Linked DNA regions of Mus musculus: all the other regions are linked to region 1. Evidence: chromatin contacts called from public HiChIP or PLAC-seq and Micro-C data. All regions are on one chromosome and are shown on one strand. The core of a region is the stretch at or near the end of the contact, and the rest is flanking DNA. Distances in the headings are between cores, read along the strand shown.

Region 1 (3,556 bases), core at 522-3,021:
GTGGTTGTTGTTTTGTTTTGTTTTAATGTTTGTTGTTTTGAGATGGGGTCTCACTATATAGCTATGGCTGGTCTTGAACTTACAGAGATCCATGTACCTCTCTGCCTCCTGGGCTTTCGAATTGAAGGCCACCTCTACACCTGTTATTTTGGTTATTTTGTTTGTTTTTGAGACAGGGTCTCAGATACTTTCTTTTTTCCATTTAAATTTGGTTTTACTCATTACATTTTACACATGTATTGTGTGCTGGGGTATGTGCTAGGACTGAAGGCTAAAGGAGCCAGACACTGTCTCCCTCCTCCAGCTGCTTTAATAGCAGCCATTGCACTTTAGGGAGACAGGCTTCTGCTTGAAAAGAGTTTTTCTCTTTGCACCTCAGGGTAGAAGGTTATGAATTCTTACTAGTGATCCTCCTACTCATTGATCTGGGTGAGAAGCCTCACCTTGGACTTTGGGTGGTAGTCGTTGCTGTGGCTGGCATTTGTTTAGTCCAGGCTAGCCCCAAAGGAAAGTACAGATTTTGGCTCAGGTGTAGTTAGGCACAGTAGCATGTGCTGGTGATCCCAGTGCTTAAGAGGTGTGTGTGGGCAGAAGGATCAGTTCAAGACCACCCTTAAGTACATGAAACATTGTCTCAAAACCAAGCCTAAAGTAAGCAATTACAAACTACAGTAACTGTATAGGTATTCTACAGACAGCTTTCTCAGTTCACACCTAGGATGACCATGCTGGGTACTGAACCTTTAACCTGAATGTAGTTTTTTGTATTTATGCACTTTCTCAGATAGCATGACAGTGGTACATGAGGGAGACTGGGGATGATGGGAGTGTGTGTGTGTGGGTATGACAGATAGACAGATATGTGACTACTGTACAGTGGGTCCAAAAAGGGTTAGGACAGAACATTGTGTATGTAGTGCATGCTCCTTGCATCAGAGACACCTTGTTATTGGCTGAATTTAGATGAATTGCTAGAGAGACAAGGTAGCTACTAGATGGGACGCACTGATCAGAAACCAGCTAGGCAGACATGAAGACTGGGTGTAAATTCCAGGTTGCTGTGACATGCATGCTGGGGATAGGAAGCTGTCTGTGGATGTAGGAAGTCAGTTCAGTTGAGGACTTTGTCAGTACTGCTGGAGGCCACAGAGGAAACTTGAGCTGATGGGAAGGGCTTAAACGAGGTGGATCTAGCTTGTCTTCCTATCATACTTGGTCCTGACTTGGAGCTTACTTATAGCCTGTCAAATTTTGGTATTTTCTGAGTGATTGGTTTGTCAAAATTAAAGAAATTTAGAAAAATAATTCCTTTGTACTAGGCATGCTAGAGTGCCTGCCCTGTGCATGCTGGTCCCTCCCTGGGGTGCAGGTGCTTTTGTTGTTCTACTGTTTTTTCACTGGGATGATTGGCACATGAGGGAGAGCTGGCTGGGTTGGGGGAGGGGAGGCATGGGATGAGTGGGCAGAAGACACATGATTGGACATGTCTCTGTAACTTCTGTGCAGAGGGTCTTGAGAAAGGATAGGACAGCATATGGTGGCTCCTGCCCTGGTCTGTGGGACCAGGCTGCTTGGTAGTTCAGAACTAGATCCGCAGGGACAGACCAGACAAGCACACATCCCCTTTTGCTGCAGCTAACAAAATGGCCTGAGGCCTCGACTTTGTGGGCCTTCATCTGCAAATCAAAGTGCTTCATGAACTTATAACCTCTTCTCTTCTTTTTACAGGAAAGACAGAATCGAAACAAACAATAAGAACAAGCCAGTTTGTTTTTGGTTAATGGTTGACTTTGAAAACAGAGTTTTAAAGCTGTATGCTTGGTGCTGTCTCCGAGTCAGCTCCAGTGTCGTCCTCGTGCGGGGTTGATTGTTGCATCTTTATCTTTGTAGTTCATTTTTGCCAGATGGATCTGCATTCATTTGTATTTTTCTATGTATTATAATATTGTAGAACTCACTAATAAAGGAGTATTTTGTTTGTCAGCTTATCAGTCAGATTGACCTAATGCAAAATATAAATATTCTTCAAAACAAAACACCTAATACATCCCAAAGATATTTTTATTTTGGCAGAAATTATGTTCTTATTCTTATATCTAGCCATTTAATATCCCTATAGGATACTTCATATTTCTTGTCCTCTCCTGCTTTACAGCAAACAAAAAGCCCATTCAGCATGTGCTGTTGATGTCTCTTCACAGTACTGAAGTGGCTTGCCATTTTACTATCTGTGGTATCCATCATATTGCTGACCTGCCCTTTTGAGTTTCCTACTAGACAAATAACTTTTAGTTTTAAGTGTGCTCACAGCTGTCTATGGGCAAGCTGTCCATAGTTTAGTGCCCACACAGAGCGGTGCTCCAGTTCTCCTTGCCACCGTCTGCCACTGCATGAGGTTTGGGCTCTGTGGCAAGGAACTAGAAGGTGTTTTAAGTCTGGTTCAGCTTTGCGACATTCTTAGTTGTTCGTAGATCATTTTTAGTTGTCCTCTTTCTTCTCTAGAGAATCCTGATGCTGTCTTAAGTTTTTATACCAGTAACGCTAAGCTTTAATTGTAGGAATCTGATAGTACAGGCAGTGTGATGGATGCTGCTGCCGACTGTAAATTTCACTGTGTGTCTATTTTTTTTTTCTGTTGAATGGGTGAAAAAAGCAAAAAAACAAAAAATCCTTTAGAAAACAAATTTGCTATCATGTTTTGTGGAATGAGGAGCCTCGGAGGAGCTCACCGCCATCTGGAGTTGGAGTTTAGCATGAAAGTGGTGCTCATGCCCGACGCCCTCGCATACTGAATCTGCACGCGCCCACTGTAGAGGATCTTTACTGTCTTAGAGAGCAGATACCTTCCGAAACTATTTACTCCAAAAGACCCTCTGAGTTAACATTTAAGCTGTATTATTTAGACTTGTATTTAGAACGTGTCACTTCCTCGAGCTGTTACTGCCTGTACGGAGTCGTGGACAACATCGGATACCTGTCCTCTAGGAGAATACAAGCCTTAATAAACACCTGTTGAGCAAGCTTGTGTGTTCTTGTTTTCCCTGCTATATGTGCCTTGTCTCTCTCTTATAGCTGAAAATCTATGGGGTCTGCTCTAAGCAGTGGAAGCCAAGGGCTGCAGTTTTGCTTACTCCTGGGTACTAAAGGGACAGAGAAACTTTCATAGCTCCATGTAGGACTTGGAATTCAGTCCCCAACTATGTAAGAATGTGAAGCTGACAGAGGTGGACGAGCTGTTCAGCAGCCATATATGACTTCGTTTGCACACTTGCCTCCAGGCTGGTACTCCTTGATCTCTCCCTTATGTCTTCTGAAAATTCACTGTTGTAGACATCCAATGTACTCTCTCTAGTAACTAAATCTCACATGTTAAACATTTCTCCCCCCCCCCCCCTTTTAACTAGGTATTTTATTTATATTTCAAATGCTATCCCGAAAGTTCCCTGTATCCTCCCCCTGCCCTGCTCCCCTACCTACCCACTCCCACTTCTTGGCTCTGGCGTTCCCCTGTACTGGGGCATATAACGTTTGCAAGACCAAGGGGCCTTTCTTCCCA
Region 2 (3,409 bases), core at 154-2,653, 260 kb after region 1:
TTGTGTATGATCTCCTTTAGTACAGGTCTACTAGTAATAAGATAGCCATTTGACTTTTCTTCCAATGCTGGAGATCAAACCTGGGACCTCACACATCTATCTCTGAATTCTATCCTAGGCTTATTTACATTTTGTATATTAGGAAAAAGATACCTCCAATATCAGTATCCAGAGGCTGAGTTAAGAGGATCACCCCAAGTTTGAAGCCAGTCTGGCCACAGTGTCAGTCTTGTTTTAAAAATAGCTTTGCAAGGCATAGAATTATGAGGTGATACCATCACCTTAGGTATACAATTATGACACTATCTTTGCAGGCAAGCCTGTGGTGCATCTTCTTGATTGGCAATTGCTGTGGGTGGGCTCACCTCACTGTGGATGGTGCCACTCCTGGGCTGGAGGTACTGCTATAAAAAAGCAGGTTGAGCTGGGCATGGTGGCACATGCCTTTAATCCCAGCACTTGGGAGGCAGAGGAAGGCAGATTTCTGAGTTTGAGGCCAGCCTGGTCTACAAAGTGAGTTCCAGGACAGCCAGGGCTGTACAGAGAAACCCTGTCTCGAAAAACAAAAACAAAACAAAACAAGGCAGGTTGAGCAAGCCATGAGGAACAAAAACAGTAAGAAACACTCCTCCATGGCTTCTCCATCACCAGTACCCGCCTTGCTTAAGTTATTGCCCTGAGTTCCTTCAGTGATTGTTACATTGAAGTGTCAAGAGAAAACCCTTTCTTCCCTAAACTGATTTTGGTCATGTTTTACCACAGCAAAAGAAACCCTAACTCAGACACTGGATATAAAGTTATATGGTGGTGCTATCTTTGCTGGGTATAAAAGAGTTGATGCTTTCTCTGCAGGTAGAAAGATAGCTCAGCATATGTGAGACCCTAGGTCTAATCCCCAGCTTGACTGAAATAGAATGGAAACCTGGAGTGCATATTGCATAAAGCACCCAAAGTGGGTGAACAAGGGCTGGGCTGGGGACAGCTAATAAAAAGCATGGTAGCACTGCAGAGGCATGGCTAGGAAGATGCAAGACTGGGCTAAGTAGGGAATGGGGAGCATCAAGTAGCAAGCTCCTGGCAAGTGGGCAGGGAGCAGCTGACCAGGGAGGGGACCAGCCTAAGGCCAACTTGGGGGCAGTGGGCGTGTCTTTATGAGGGTGTGATTAAACTGGGCGTGGCCACGCGGGGCGTGGCCTGTCCATGGTTTGAACTCAAGGCCACTGGGGGGGGGGGAGGATTCGGGGGCGGGGCAAGCGGGCGGGCAGTTGGCTGGGGGTCGGCGGGTAACGGAGGGGCGTGGCCCAAAAGGGGTGGGGTTACCGTTGTGGGCGGGATTGCGCAGGCGCACTGCTCCTGAGGTGCTCAGCGGTTTCCCTCCCCCAACGGCGCGCCCGCGGTGGCCGGCGCGTCGTCTGCGGAGGCCGCGACCCCGCCTCGCCGCCCGCCCGCGTCTGCGTCGCCGTCCCCGCGCCCGCGCCCCGCCGTTGGGCCGCGCCGCGCCGGCATGTCGGGCCCCGGGCCGCGGGAGCCGCCGCCTGAGGCGGGCGCGACGGGCGGCGAGGCGGGCCCCGAGGGCGCGGGCGGCGGGGACGCGGCGCTGGGAGAGCCGGGGCTGAGCTTCACGACCACCGACCTGAGCCTGGTGGAGATGACGGAAGTGGAGTACACGCAGCTGCAGCACATCCTCTACTCGCACATGGAGGCGGCGGACGGCGAGCTCGAGGCGCGCCTGGGCTCCGCGCTGCTGGCCGGCCCGGGCGCGGGCTCGGGCGCGGCGGGCTCGCTGGCGCCGGCGCCGCCCGTGTACCCAGTGCTGTGCCCGCCGCTGGCGGCCGACGCGCCGTGCCTGGGCCACGTCGACTTCCAGGAGCTGCGTATGATGCTGCTGGGCGAGGCGGGCGCGGCGGAGAAGACGCCCGGCGGTGCGGACGGGACGCGGACGCGGGCGGACGGCGTGGCCAAGGAAGGCGCGGGCGGTGCGGGGCCCGACGGCGCACCGGAGGCCCGGGCCAAGCCGACCGTACGCGTCCGTCTGGAGGACCGCTTCAACAGTATGCCGGCCGAGCCGCCTGCGCCGCGCGGTGCTGAGCCCGCCGAGTCGGGCGTGGCGCTCAACAAGTGCGTGCGGGGCGCAGGCGCGGGGGCGTCGGGGAAGGAGGGGCCTGATTGCAGAGCTGGTGTAGGCTGGTGGGGTCAGTCCTTCTGGGCATCTGCCTCATCTGGGTGGATATCTGAAGGGCTCCAGCAGGGCCACCTGTTGGGTCGGGGAGGATATCTGGACGGGGTCAGCAGGGCTGTTTGCGGTGTCTGCGTGTACACAAGGGCCAGGGCAGGTCTTGTACTTGCGAGGGCCAGTGTAAAGGGGCAGGCAGTCTGGGTACTAGATAGGGGTCTGAGGCCGGTCTGTTCTGAATCACCTGAAGGTGATCTGGAGGGTGTACTCTATACAAGTGCTAGGTGGCAATTCTAAGGAGTACCTTGGGGGTTGTGAACTTTTGGTCTCTCTCTGCGCCCCCAAAAGGAGAGGAAGAGGTCTAGGAACTGTTCTCTTTGCTCCTGTCTCCCTCCTGATTGGCATGGGAAGCTGCTAAGCCTCTGGTGCAGATTTGGGATAGAGGCTTACAGATGTGGACTTGTGGTGGGGAAAGGAGAGAGTTTTAAGATTAAGCTGAAATGTGTGGCGGCTCCTGGCCCACTTAAGTGTCCTCCCAGGTAGCTGTTGAAGACACTGACTCCTATTGAAGACACTGACTCCGCAGTTTTCCACTCTGGCTGTCCTGGTCTTTGACCATCCTTGACAGATTTTAAGGATGACAAATTGGTATCCGGGAGTGCTGCAGGCAGGGAGGAGACAATGGACTTCACCAGCGCCATGGGCCAGTGGATCATTTGGCCATGTCCAGGACCATTTGAGAATCAGGGCAGAGTCTAGCATGACAAGAGTTAGTGGTGAATGGGTGATGGCAATGTTTTGGGAGCCTCTCTGCCACCTATTCCTCAGGTTTCTGGGTTTTCTTTTGTCTTGGCAGTTTGGTAACTCTTATTCGACATCCATCTGAATTAATGAATGTTCCTCTTCACCAGCAACAAAACAAATGTACGACCTTAGTGAAAAATAAAACTGCTGCTGCCACTACTGCTTTGCAGTTCACCTACCCACTGTTTACAAGTGCCTGCTCCACTGGTGGGAATGCCAGCCTTGCACAGACGCAGGTAGAGCTGCTTCATTTGTGTTAAATGCAGAGCTAGTAAGTTAGTGTGATCTTGTCCCAGGATTTTTGTTTTTAAGTACCTCTTGGTGACCTTTTTAAGTTGAAATACTCATATTGTTAGGAGCTACTAAGACACCTAATAACAGGGTTGGAGAGATGGCTCCGTGGTTAAGATCTAATAGAAGAGCTATTCTAAT
Region 3 (3,752 bases), core at 819-3,318, 380 kb before region 1:
TAGTAGGGTGGAACTATCCTGTCTCCCCTTTATTTATGACATATTTGAGCCTACACAGTCTCCTGTTCTGTGGGCATAAAGCAGCACCATTATCATGAGTTGGTGCTCACATGGCCCGTGCTCCAACAGGTGACGGGGTTTTTGAGCTACTCTTACACCCTGTGAAGGTGGATCTGTTTTGGGAGTACTTTCTCGATTGTTGGGGAATTAGATTACTGAGGCTGTTGTAACAAAAATAACCACCTAGTAGGTGTCTTATAAATAATCCAGATTACCACTCACAGTTCTGAAGGCTGGCAATCCAAGGTCATGGCATGTTCAGTACACAGAGAGGACTGCTTCCTACCTCAGACATAGCACCGTGCCTGTCACCTCCTAGATCCCCTGCTTTCTGCTACTATCTCCTTAGGCAGTGGGAACTCACTCACTTAGGGGTGGCGGGCACACAGCAATACCAGCTGATGACACCACCTATTCCTTCCACAGATACGGCTCTGCACTGATGAGGGTTGCCTACAGTAGAACTAATCTCAGGCACTGGCAATCAGAATCTGTAATTCTGAGCAGGCTGGGGAAGCTGATTTTTTACATCTGCTAGACTCAAGCTGGGAGAGCTTATGCATGCCTCCAACGATGGTGGTGGTCTTCTACATTCTTCAGCTTCCCTGAACAAATGCTCAGACTGGCCACCAGCTCTTCTCTAGCCAGACCATTTGATCTCATTAGCATTTATTTTTGCAATGACAAACTCACATAACCAAAACAAACAGCAATGACAAAGACTTCCTCATCTCCTTCAGAGTGAAAGTGCAAGTCTCTTATTTACAGTGTTAATTACGTGAAAATGTTGCTTGTTAGTTTCCCATTCTAGCTGCCACCCTGTTAACAGTGAACTCTTGTTCCCGTCCAAGCAGACATCCATTTCTACTCTAAGGATTCTAAGATGGGCAGAGCAGGGATCCTGAAGCCCTTAATTCTAGTGATCACATTCTGAGAGCTGGCTTGGCACTTAGAATTGGCTGTCTTCAGCTGCTTGAAAGCAAGGGGTGGTGGGGAAGGTAAGGGTTTTACTGCCAAGACTACAATGTCTAACAGGGTGCCCAGGCTCCACCAGGGCCAAGATAAACAAGTCTCATTTTGACAGGACCTGATGTTACCTTTGAACCACACAAGAACTGCTTGTCTTTGGCTTTCAACTGTAAGGAACTTAATAAATGTTGGTTACCTTAAATACGCGACCTTCCCTACAAGTTAGAAAAATAAAAGAAATTCTTCGGGCACCCAAGGCCCTCCATGAGACTTTTATGGCTCCAAGATACTTAAGACACTTAACTTTTTGTCTTATTTATTTATTTATTTTCAGAGCTGAGGTCCAAACCCAGGGCCTTGTGCTTGCCAGGCAAGCGCTCTACCACTGAGCTAAATCCCCAACCCCGACACTTAACTTTTAAATTTCATTTAAAACTTTAAATAATGGGCCGGGCATGGTGATACACACTTTAATCTCAGAACTCGGGGCTCTTTGAGTTCCAAGTCAGTCTGATCTACATAGCGAGTCCGTTTAAAAAAAAAAAAGTTTAAATCATGTTGGACTACCCGCTGCAATGTCAGTTGGTCAACTTCGTGAAAACACCGCTCCGCACTGAGTAGTTTGAAAAAGCAAATTCGCAATGCCTTCAATTTTAAAAAAAAGAAACACGATTCTGTCAGAAATGGTTAAGAACGTCCGCACATGAGTTTTAGGACAGTGTCACTGCAAGGCCGAGGCTGGGTTGCAAAGCACACACCTGGGATACTCGGTTCCCTAGTGGAGCCCAAACGCCAGGACTACAAACCTCGGCCTGAACCACAGAACACCTAATTGGGCAGGCACGCAGACCACACGCGCAGGCGCACAAGAGTCCTACGGGGGCAGTATCTCACCACACTGTTCGCTTCCGCGCTGGGCGCCAAATAAGTCTCCAGGCCCGCCCGGCCCGTGCGTGCGCGGCCTCGGTGTTGCGTCACTAGGAAGCGCGCGCCCGAGCCGCCGCCGCCGCCGCCGCCGCCGCCGAATCCCCAACAAGGAGCGAAGGCTGCGGCCGCCACCGCCACCACCCGCCGCCGCACCCGTCACAGCCGGGCGCCGGAGCAGGCCCGTGTGGGCCCAGGTAAGCGGCATCGGCGCGCCCGCGCACCCCCGCGGCGAGGCTTCTCGCGCCGCTCACGCGCCGCCGTCCAGTCAGGGGTCCCTGCGGAGCGTCAGGACGTTACGGCGGGGGGAGGGGAGGCCGGGGGAGGGGCGGCGGGCGCGCGAGGGCGGCGGCGGCGTCAGGCGCGGCGGCGTCAGGCTGGCGGGCGGGCGCGGGCGCCTGGCGGGAGGGCTCGCGAAGGCGGCTCGCTTCCGGCCTCCATCTTGGCCTCGCCAGAGGCAGGGTCGGGTCGTCCGTGAAAGCCGAGGCGGAAGGGGCTGGAGGAGTGGGGAGCGGTTAGGCGGGAGTGGTGGTGTTTGGGACCCATCGGTGGGCACCAGATGGGTCGGGTTCCTGAGGGCGGGTGGAAAGATTGGGAACGACTCATGGGTGGGACCCGTATTGCTGAACCCCTGGCTTGGAACTGAATCTAGAGGCCAGGATCATCAGGATAGGTACTTGATATCAGTGGAACCATGTCAGGGTGGACCTGTCAGATGGGAACCACGTTGATGGGGACCCATTTGTAGAACTGTGTGGTTGGAGGGAATTATTTTGAGTGGATAATCTTATTGCTGGGAACCGAATCGGTTGGCCCAGTTTTAGTCACGATTGGTGACATTTTTAGGTATTTAGTTGGTTACTTCACTGCTGAGCCAATGTTCTCTGTCTTGAAAACATTTCAAACCCAACAGTTTCAAATTATCATTCTTAATAAGTTAAAATTAAATCGATAATATGACTACCTGTCTAGTTTGTTTCTTCATAGGAAATATGGAAAGCTTTCTGGGAAGACATCCTGGAGTACACATACATACATACCATTTGGATATAAAATGGAGAGTGCCAAGAACAAACATGTCAGTGTATGTGCGTATGTGACTGAGAAAAACAAACCTAGGCCATAGATTAACCCACTTTGTGACCTACCTGAAAAGATATTTAGGTGTCCCTTCTGTGCCAGGAGACCAACTCATGGAATGGGCCTGCCTTATGGTAAGGTTTACTAGTCCCTACATTTCATCTTCCCTCCTCCCTGCCTTCCTAGACAGTCTTAGTATCTAGACTGAGGCCATAATCCGAGCATGTGGGAAACAGATGCAGATGTTGTTGAAGGTCAGCCTGGTCTACAGAATGAGTTCCAAGACATACAGAATGACAAAAGGAGAGAGGGGAAAAAATATTTAAGACTGACCTGGAACTAACCTAGGACTTTATTTATTTATTTATTTAGAGACAGGGTTTCTCTGTATAGCCCTGGCTGTCCTGGAACTCACTTTGTAGATGAGGCTGTAGATGATGAGAAATCTACCTGCCTCTGGGTAGGACTCATTCTTAATAGCTTGTGATTATTTTGGAAAATGGCCCCTAGTTTCTTCTTGCTTCTTTTTCTTTGTGAAGGTTTCCATGCGATCATCCTTGGTTTTAGTCAGCTTATATTTCTTGGTTTCTTGGGTCTTTGGGTCAGGGTAGTACAGGGATTGGATGTTATTGATGATTAGTAGCCTGGAAGTCAACCTTTACTTTCCTTTGGCCCTTAGGGATCCTCCAGAGACCCAGGTTCCGCCCAGAACCAAGATC

The links. A called contact is a pair of places that touch in the nucleus more often than the background predicts. HiChIP or PLAC-seq counts read pairs in DNA pulled down with a chosen protein or histone mark.
Region 2: a contact with region 1 is called in a Micro-C map of embryonic stem cells, with 2.1 times the contacts expected there. The contact joins the promoter of Tcfl5 here to the enhancer-like site in region 1. A contact is called at or near these places in 3 of 39 promoter capture datasets (frontonasal cranial neural crest, liver and stem cell-derived epiblast-like cells), 3 of 484 Hi-C or Micro-C datasets (the HL-1 cell line and embryonic stem cells), 1 of 115 datasets of contacts at active chromatin or transcription factors (embryonic stem cells) and 1 of 9 other capture datasets (pancreatic islet).
Region 3: an H3K4me3 HiChIP or PLAC-seq map of embryonic stem cells shows a contact between it and region 1, with 3 times the contacts expected there. The contact joins the promoter of Gmeb2 here to the enhancer-like site in region 1. A contact is called at or near these places in 9 of 39 promoter capture datasets (the 3T3-L1 cell line, 3T3-L1-derived adipocytes, the HPC-7 cell line and 5 more), 1 of 484 Hi-C or Micro-C datasets (embryonic stem cells), 3 of 115 datasets of contacts at active chromatin or transcription factors (embryonic stem cells and extraembryonic endoderm stem cells) and 2 of 9 other capture datasets (adipose tissue and pancreatic islet).

Annotation. Positions count from the first base shown.
Region 1 is chr2:180,903,841-180,907,396 of GRCm38.p6, reverse strand. It overlaps Ythdf1 (YTH N6-methyladenosine RNA binding protein 1), which reads left to right. Exons shown (of 5, transcript NM_173761.3): 5 at 1,729-3,020. The coding sequence ends at 1,755. Among named protein-coding and RNA genes, the nearest start is that of Mir124a-3, 12 kb to the right of the region's middle. Within about 2 kb of position 1,771, at least 12 of the 459 cell types and tissues checked have an H3K27ac peak or open chromatin away from gene starts, as enhancers often do. A contact at or near this core is called in embryonic stem cells, liver and pancreatic islet, where this site is marked.
Region 2 is chr2:180,640,685-180,644,093 of GRCm38.p6, reverse strand. It overlaps Tcfl5 (transcription factor-like 5 (basic helix-loop-helix)), which reads left to right and starts at 1,403. Exons shown (of 6, transcript NM_001360335.1): 1 at 1,403-2,118; 2 at 3,030-3,213. The coding sequence starts at 1,505.
Region 3 is chr2:181,286,282-181,290,033 of GRCm38.p6, reverse strand. It overlaps Gmeb2 (glucocorticoid modulatory element binding protein 2), which reads left to right and starts at 2,068. Exons shown (of 10, transcript NM_198169.2): 1 at 2,068-2,150.